2 separate regions of the Mus musculus genome follow, and region 2 is linked to region 1. Evidence: chromatin contacts called from public HiChIP or PLAC-seq data. All regions are on one chromosome and are shown on one strand. Each heading gives the region's core, a stretch centred on a gene start, on an enhancer-like site or on the middle of the called end of the contact. The rest is flanking DNA. Distances are from core to core; before and after follow the strand shown.

Region 1 (3,742 bases), core at 73-2,572:
GGAGAGACGGAAAAGTGCAAAATCCAAGGCAGCACTCTGCCTTGCAGAGCACATGCAATTTGCTTCTAGCTTTGTTGGAAGAAGCTTCAGGTGGCACAAGTAAAATCCTCCGGACTTAAAATAGCAAGCTCCATTCACACGGTAACCAATAATATTTCCAGTTTACACTTAAATGTTTTCACTCCGTAACCGCCGCAAACTGCCAAATACAATTTTATCGCGAGAGAGGATTAAAAATAGGACGGGGTTATCGCAGAGCGTCATAGGCTTTTAAACCCACCTCCCGCCATGCAATTTACACATGCTGTTTTTAAAAAGAAGAAGAAGAAGTCAAGAAACCCACTGAGGACGTCAGAAAACATTTCCTTGGGTCGTTCCACCTCACCTGAGGTCTCCTTAATTAACCACCCAGAATGCCCTGAGCTCTGCTGTGGGCCTGCGTGGGCCAGCGTCAGGAAACAGTGCAAGCACCCGCGTGTCCCTTCCCCATCCCCAGCATCAGCACCTAGGTTCTGCTAATCGTACGAGTCTTCTCGGCTTCTACCCTCCACTCAATCTAATAAAGCAGTTTTTTTTTTTTTCCCAAAACACCAGCGAGGGCGACGGTAAGAAGCGAGCCAGGCGCTTGGCCGTCCCGCGCGCACGCGCAACTCCCGAAGCGCGGCGCGCCGGGGCCCCGCCCCCTTCCCCTCACCCCACCCCTCGGCGCCGGGGAGTGACTGACTCCCGCCAGCCCCTCCACGTCAATCAACTCTCCTCCTCCTCCTCCTCGCACTCTCTGCACCTTGTTATTAATCTCTAAAGCGATAGCGCCTGGACTTCTCTCCCCGGCCCTCGGGGTTGTGAGCGTGTGTGAATTAGAGCGAAGGCATCGAAAGCTCGCGTCTCTCTCTCTCTCTTCTCCCTCTCTTTTTCTCTCTCCTCGGCCCCGGCCTCGGCAGCGACCCGGCTCGGCATCGACCCCCGCGGCGGCGGCAGCCTCAGCGCCAGGAGGCCAAGGCCAAGGGCGGGCTCCGCGAGGCTTTCGCAGCGGCGTCTCCGGCGACCGCGGGCCCTCTCCTACGCGCCCCGGTCGCCCCGGTCCTGCGCGGCGCGGCCCGCGTCCCCCCTCCCCGCCCCCCGATCCGTCTGCTCTGCGCTCCCTTCGGCCGCCCTCCGCCGCCTCGGTGGTTCCTCAGGCGGCCCGGCCCGGCCCGCCCGCCCCGCGTCCCCTCCGGCCGGTGCCTCTCCCCCCGGCGGGCTGCCTGCATGTCTTTACTGCCCTCAGCCCCGCCGCCACCGCCGCCGCCGCCTCCCCCGCCGCCGCAGCCCCAGCAGCAGCCGCCCCGCCGCCGCCGCCGTCGCCGCCGTCCGGACCCTGGCGCGCTGAATGCAGGTGAGGAGGGGGCGCGGGCCTCGACTCCCGGCCCTGCGCGCTCGCCTTCCGGGGCCCGGCCTCCCGCCGCCGCCGCGGCCCCTCGGGGTGAGCGGGCGGGCGTGGGTGTTTGTGTTTGCGTCTGAGGTCTGGAGGGGAGCATCTGTGGGGCCCTGGTGCGCGCGCGCGTGTTTGTGTGTGTGTGTTTCCCCAGCCGCGGGGAAATGGCTGCTGGTGCTCGTTCAGGGCCCGCGGAGGAGAATGAGGTAGAGTGTTTCCGTGCCTCGGAGTCGGACCGGGAGTGGAGCGAGGGGGAGCGCGTCTCCCCGGGGAAGTGAGGTGGGCGAGGGACGAACGTGTGTGGGTGTGTGAGTTGGGACTTTGGCGGGCGGGAGGCGGCCCCGCGGCGAGTGGGTGTGCGTGTGTGTCGCGTGTGTGTGTGTCTGCGTGTGTGTGTGTCGGGCGGCGGGAGCCGGCCCGCGTCGCCTCAGGGGGCGCGGGTTCCAGGCCGTGTGCGTGTGGGGAGGGGGACGGAGTCGGGGACCCCAGAGCGTCGAGGTCCTTCCGCTTCGAGGCCGGGGCTCAGAGCCTCACAGGTGAGAACGGCTCGGCGGGAACCCACGCCGTGGACGCGGGAGGCAGTGCGGCCCCCACGGCGGCGGGCGGCGGGCAGCGGGGGCTCGGGCCGCGGTTCCCGAGGCCGGGGCCGCGGCAGGAAGCGCGCCGGCCTGCAGCGCGGCCTAACCGTCTTCGCGCCCGGTGGCCTCCCCAGACGCTCCTGGGACTCCGTCCTCGCGCGGGCCCCGGGCGCTGCCCCGGGCCTGGCCAGGTGAGGGTCGGGGGCGGGACACGCGGATCGTGGTCGCCTGTGCCGCCTCCGCGTCTCCCAAGGGGAGAGGAAGGCATATTTTGGCGTTCTAACTGCAGGCCTTCCCAGGCTGGCGTGGGGAACCCGAGGGAAAGTGAATCAAAACAGGAAATCTCGGAATTCGTGGGGTTCGGATCTCCTCTTTCCGTCCGTCCTTTAAGGCTGTGCGAGCAGAGGCTTGAGTAAATACGTTCTTTGTTGTTGCAGTTGTTGCAGCGGATACTTTATCGTTGGTTAGATTTTTCACTTCCCTGGAAATCACTCTGGAAAGGCAGAGAGGAAGAAAGGGAAACTGGCCTTGTTGGCCTGTGGTGTTGGTGGGATTGGATCAATTTTGTGAATTTGAAATGGCTTATATCCTGCCTCCTAGAGGGAAAGGCGTGGACACAGAACTGAGGAGGTCAGTGAGGAAGAGGAAGTTCCCGGAGCTGTCATCTTAACCCTACCGGCGGCTTATTTAGCTTAGACTGTTTAGGCGGATTGTGTTCAGGAGTTTAGCTGAGCTGTTTGTACACAGTGAAGGCACGCTACAGCAGTTTTAGATGCTATCTTACTGATTCTCGTTATCTTAATTCTCCATGGAGATAGTCATGTGCAACCAAACGTGTTTTTCCTTAAGTCTCCCAAACCTAGATCATCAGCCTCTATGGTCAATTTATTGTGTGCTCCTGGAAAGCTATCTCAAAACAAAAAGCGGAAATAAAGGTAAATCTGCCACTGAGTGAATAGGGCATTTCAGAACTGTATGTAAACGGTATTTTAGTTGCCGACTAACCTCACTTTTTATATTTGGGTCTAGTTAGACCACACAGCTAGACCTTGACTGTGGGTGGAGTCACACAATACTGTATCATTTGAAGCTTTTAGGTCGTGGTCACTGTAATGACCAGAGATTGCTCTTTTCTGAACCTAGGCTCACAGAGAAACAGTATGTTCTTCAATGGGAGGGTGGGGGTGGGGAGAGGAGAAGTAAAAAGCTGTTTCTATCAACATTACTCGAGGAACAGCCGAAGTGTGGAGTTTAATAGGAAAAGGGTCTTAACTTTTACAGACTAGTTAGAACCATGGCCATGTCATTAATACTTATTGTCATGTTCTCTTGATGTCTAGGATTTGTGTATCTGTTTTCTTGTATCAGGAAGATGATACTCTTTCAGTAAGGTTGTGAGAGGCCATTGAGAAAACATGTTTGGCATATAGTAGATGCGATCTTTTACTACTGCCTGCTACTGCTCTGATTATAAGTATCGAAAAGTTTTTAAGTACAAATACTCATTAATTACCTGTAGCAATATTGCTTAATTGTGAGTTAGGGGGTCGAGAAAATACAGCTGGGGATGTAGCTTTGTGTACAAATATGTGGGCCCTGGGTTTGGGTCCCAGCAATGAGGAGAAAAAGTATTTCAGAGGCCTTTAATATACATAAAGTCTGTGTAAGCATATGAGATGTCCTTTTTTTTTTTCTAGACGTAAAATTGTCAATGTAGCCTTGCATGTTAGTTTATAGAAAATAGCCAAAC
Region 2 (3,788 bases), core at 1,224-3,723, 83 kb before region 1:
ACCCAAGATGCTGAAGGGGTCTGCAACCCTATAGGAGGAACAACAATATGAACTAACCAGTACCCCCAGAGCTCGTGTTTCTAGCTGCATATGTAGCAGAAGATGTCCTAGTCGGCCATCATTGGTAAGAGAGGCCCCTTGGTCTTGCAAACTTTATATGCCCCAGTACAGGGGAACACCAGGGCCAAGAAGTGGGAGTGGTTGGGTAGGGGAGTTGGGGGGAGGGTATAGGGGATTTTCGGGATAGCATTTGAAATGTAAAGGAAGAAAATATCTAATAAAAACTTTGAAAAAAGGAGGGCTGGTGAGATGGCTCAGTGGGTTAGAGCACCCGACTGCTCTTCCAGAGGTCCGGAGTTCAAATCCCAGCAACCACATGGTGGCTCACAACCATCTGTAACAAGATCCGATGCCCTCTTCTGGAGTGTCTGAAGACAGCTACAGTGTACTTTCATATAATAAATAAATTAATCTTTAAAATTGAAAAAAAAACTTAAAAAAATTAACATTTGGGTATGATGAACTTGGTAGCTTTCTGACTGAGAAACAAAAGCATTAATTTAAAACATCTTTTATATGAGCTCTAGTTTTTTTTTAATATAAAATACAGTGTCATTTATTCTAGAGAGGCTAGAAAACTTTTTTTTTCTTACTTGTAGGTTTGTAGAGGTTCTGTGATTTTACTTTTATCTTTTGAGATATATGATTCCTTGCATTTTTAAGAGAAAGGCACACATGAATTTAAACCTACATCAATCATGCATAACCTACCAAACTGACAAAAATGATTAAGTTTGTTAATATCCAACAGCAGTGAGAATAAGAACTATAAATTCATTGTTGTGTAAATTATATTAGTGTACTCATTCCAAAATGAATACTATCTGGAATGATTATAACATTTTATGCACATTTTTTATACTTCAAGAAATTTACCTAAAGGTATATTTGGGAGATGTTGGCAACATTTGTTTGCAAGAATTTCATCATAGTGTCATCCATATAACAAAAACTGGATACACACAAAAGGCCACCAACAGGAACTATTTACAGTACATAATGGAATATAACAAACAGGCATTGAAAGGTCTATGGTATGGGTTGATCCCAGCACCACTAAGAATGAGGCAAATGTTATTTTCATCCTTGCCAAGAAAATTACAGGTCAGCGTTGTCTGGCACAGTAGCATATGTAAATTAATTTTAAAGAGGTATTTATGCTTTATAGCTTGATATTTCTAGAAGGAGAAAAATACATACATGTGCCTATGGTGTGGGTCAGAATTTCCTATTGTTTCCCTACAGCACACTCCCTAAGGTCATGCTCTAAGACCTTCCCCTGAAATCTAATACCTTCATTTTTAACCAATTACACTTCATGCCAAGACAGAAATAGATGATGATCACAGGATAGCAATGCACGTGATTAAAACAAAATATTCCAACAATAGCTTGTTTTATCTTCATTATATTCAATAAATAAGTTGAGTGATATTTTTGCTGATATGAGGATTTGAGTTGATTCCATATATACACAAGTAAATACATGAATATGTAAGTTTTAGGTACAAATGATAGGAAAGATTCAAAAAGAAACTGGCTGGCTACAAAACCATTCACATAGTTCAAAGAATAATGGTTGAGTTTATAACACTAGCCTGTAAGAAAATAAAGACATAGAATTCAGCTGGTTATATTTACCACTTTGAGACAGAAGAAAAATGAGTTTAAACTACTCAAACTACGCTCCACATGAAAGTTCTAAACCTGGCTCTTGGAGCGTAAAACCAGCCAGCACAGGACTAAAGAGATAGATAGGTGAGCAGCTTGGAGCAGTTCCCGTTCTTGTAGAGGATCTACCTGAATATGGTCCCCACACAGTGGGTCATAACTGCCTGTAACTCCAGTTCCAGGGCCTCTGGCATCCTCTTCTGATCCCTGCAGGTTCTTTCATGAACACAGTAACCACCCAGACGTACACTCGGGCACAAACATACACACATACAACAAGGTTTTAAAAAGATTTTTCTTTTTTTTTTTTAATAAATGTGGATGTGTGTGTGTGGATATATGTGCAGATGCCCAAGGACGCCAGAAGGAGGCAATCCAGGGAGGTGGACACAGTTGAGAGCCACCCTACATGGATGCTGGGAATCAAACTTAAACCCTCAGGAAGGGCAGCAGGCGGTCTTAACCACTGAGCCATCTCTCCAGCTCTTGGCACATACTCTTAAGTATACAATATAGTTTTGACATACATTTACACTCCTGGAACCACCACTAGTCAGGATAATTAATCACTTCTAATATTCATTATGTTGCTTTGCAATTCCTACTTCCTGTCCCTCTCCGCCTTTGTCTTGTCCAAGGTAACCACTATTTGTCTTTCTATCAATATAAATTAGCTAACATTTGCTAGAATTTTATACAAATGGAATAGTACTATATATACCCCCCCCTGCTGGCTTCTTTCACTCAGCATACATTAGCATATATGGAGTTTATTTATTACTTTTGTTTATATGGATCCTGTGATGGATATTTAAAATGTTTCCAACTAAAGATTATTATAAATATCAACATATGTTTTGATTTGCTTGAACATATGTTTTCATTTCTCCTGAATACACGGCTAAAACTGGAATAGCAGAACTGGGCAGAAAAAGGAAGTTCAGCTTCTTTACAAATTACCAAATTGCTTGTCAAGGAGGTTGCATCATTTTAAAAACTGAATTTTCTCATAGTGTGTGCATGGTCCAGTCCTCTATGTCCTCACCAATCCTTGGTAAAGGTAGGGGGAATAGTTTTAGCCATCCAGTAGATATGCAGTGATAATTCTCTATGTTTTAGTTTACATTGACCCAATGACTAAAGATGCTGGTGATCATCTTGTTTTGTTTGTCATCTGTCCTATCTCTTGTTAGTGTTCAAATTCTGCCAATACAAAAATACTGGGTAGTTTATCAAGCTTAGAAAGCTTTTTTATGTACTTAGGATTTACCAGACGTGATTTGCACATTTGTTTTTCACTCCATAATCTGTGTATTGTCTTTGCACTGTCTTTTCAGGATCTGGAACTCGCCTCTACACAGACCCACCTACCAACTCTTTCTGAGTAACTAACACTTTTGTTGTCACATCTTAAAAAGATTCATTCCATAACCCAGCTTTCCAAACCTTTCTTCTAACGTAATCAATTTTAGGATTCACATTTAAGGGTTTGCATATAACTTTTACACACATTGCGAGTTATATGAGCTTTGACATGAGGGTTGCTGCTGACTTGTTGCAGACAAATATTGAACAGTTTTGGTGACACTGTGGTTTACCCACTCAGTGTTATTAAGTGACTAGAAGTCAGTTCTTCACACACATCTATGTTCTCTGGCTCTCTATTTTTTCCATTGTTTTATTTCTTGACATCAATATCGTAATGTCAAAAGAACTTTATAAAAATATTTTTATTTCTTTATAATTTGAGACATTATCATTCTGCAGCCTGGCTGGTCTGAAATTCACAAAGATCCTCTATGTCCCCTGGGTGCTAGGATTAAAGACAAGCACCATCATAACCAACAAGTTCTGCAAATCTTCAACTTTGTTCTTATTCCAAGTTGTTCTATTTTAGGTCCTTTGCATTTCTGTGTGTGCACATGAGTAGCATGTGATATGTATGCACACGTGCATACAAGCTGTGTGCATGCATATGGAGGGCAGAAGTTGATGTTGGGTGGCTTCCTCAATCATTCTCCCTCTTATATTTTGATACAAGAGCTCTCACTGAAACT

The links. HiChIP or PLAC-seq counts read pairs in DNA pulled down with a chosen protein or histone mark.
Region 2: a contact with region 1 is called in an H3K4me3 HiChIP or PLAC-seq map of bone marrow-derived macrophages, with 2.6 times the contacts expected there. The contact joins the enhancer-like site here to the promoter of Cnot6l in region 1. A contact is called at or near these places in 5 of 39 promoter capture datasets (the C10 cell line, hippocampal neurons, neutrophils and 2 more), 4 of 484 Hi-C or Micro-C datasets (ECoMG-derived neutrophils, the HL-1 cell line, epidermal suprabasal cells and 1 more) and 4 of 115 datasets of contacts at active chromatin or transcription factors (the SCID.adh cell line, bone marrow-derived macrophages and embryonic stem cells).

What each region holds. Positions count from the first base shown.
Region 1 is chr5:96,159,570-96,163,311 of GRCm38.p6, reverse strand. Cnot6l (CCR4-NOT transcription complex, subunit 6-like) reads left to right here and starts at 1,322. Exons shown (of 12, transcript NM_144910.2): 1 at 1,322-1,375. It overlaps Gm52799, which reads right to left and starts at 1,517. Exons shown (of 2, transcript XM_030254979.1): 1 at 1,421-1,517; 2 at 1-1,173. The coding sequence starts at 1,517. The coding sequence ends at 557.
Region 2 is chr5:96,243,641-96,247,428 of GRCm38.p6, reverse strand. The region is part of intron 7 of Mrpl1 (mitochondrial ribosomal protein L1); the gene reads right to left. Among named protein-coding and RNA genes, the nearest start is that of Mrpl1, 35 kb to the right of the region's middle. Within about 2 kb of position 2,473, at least 13 of the 459 cell types and tissues checked have an H3K27ac peak or open chromatin away from gene starts, as enhancers often do. A contact at or near this core is called in bone marrow-derived macrophages, where this site is marked.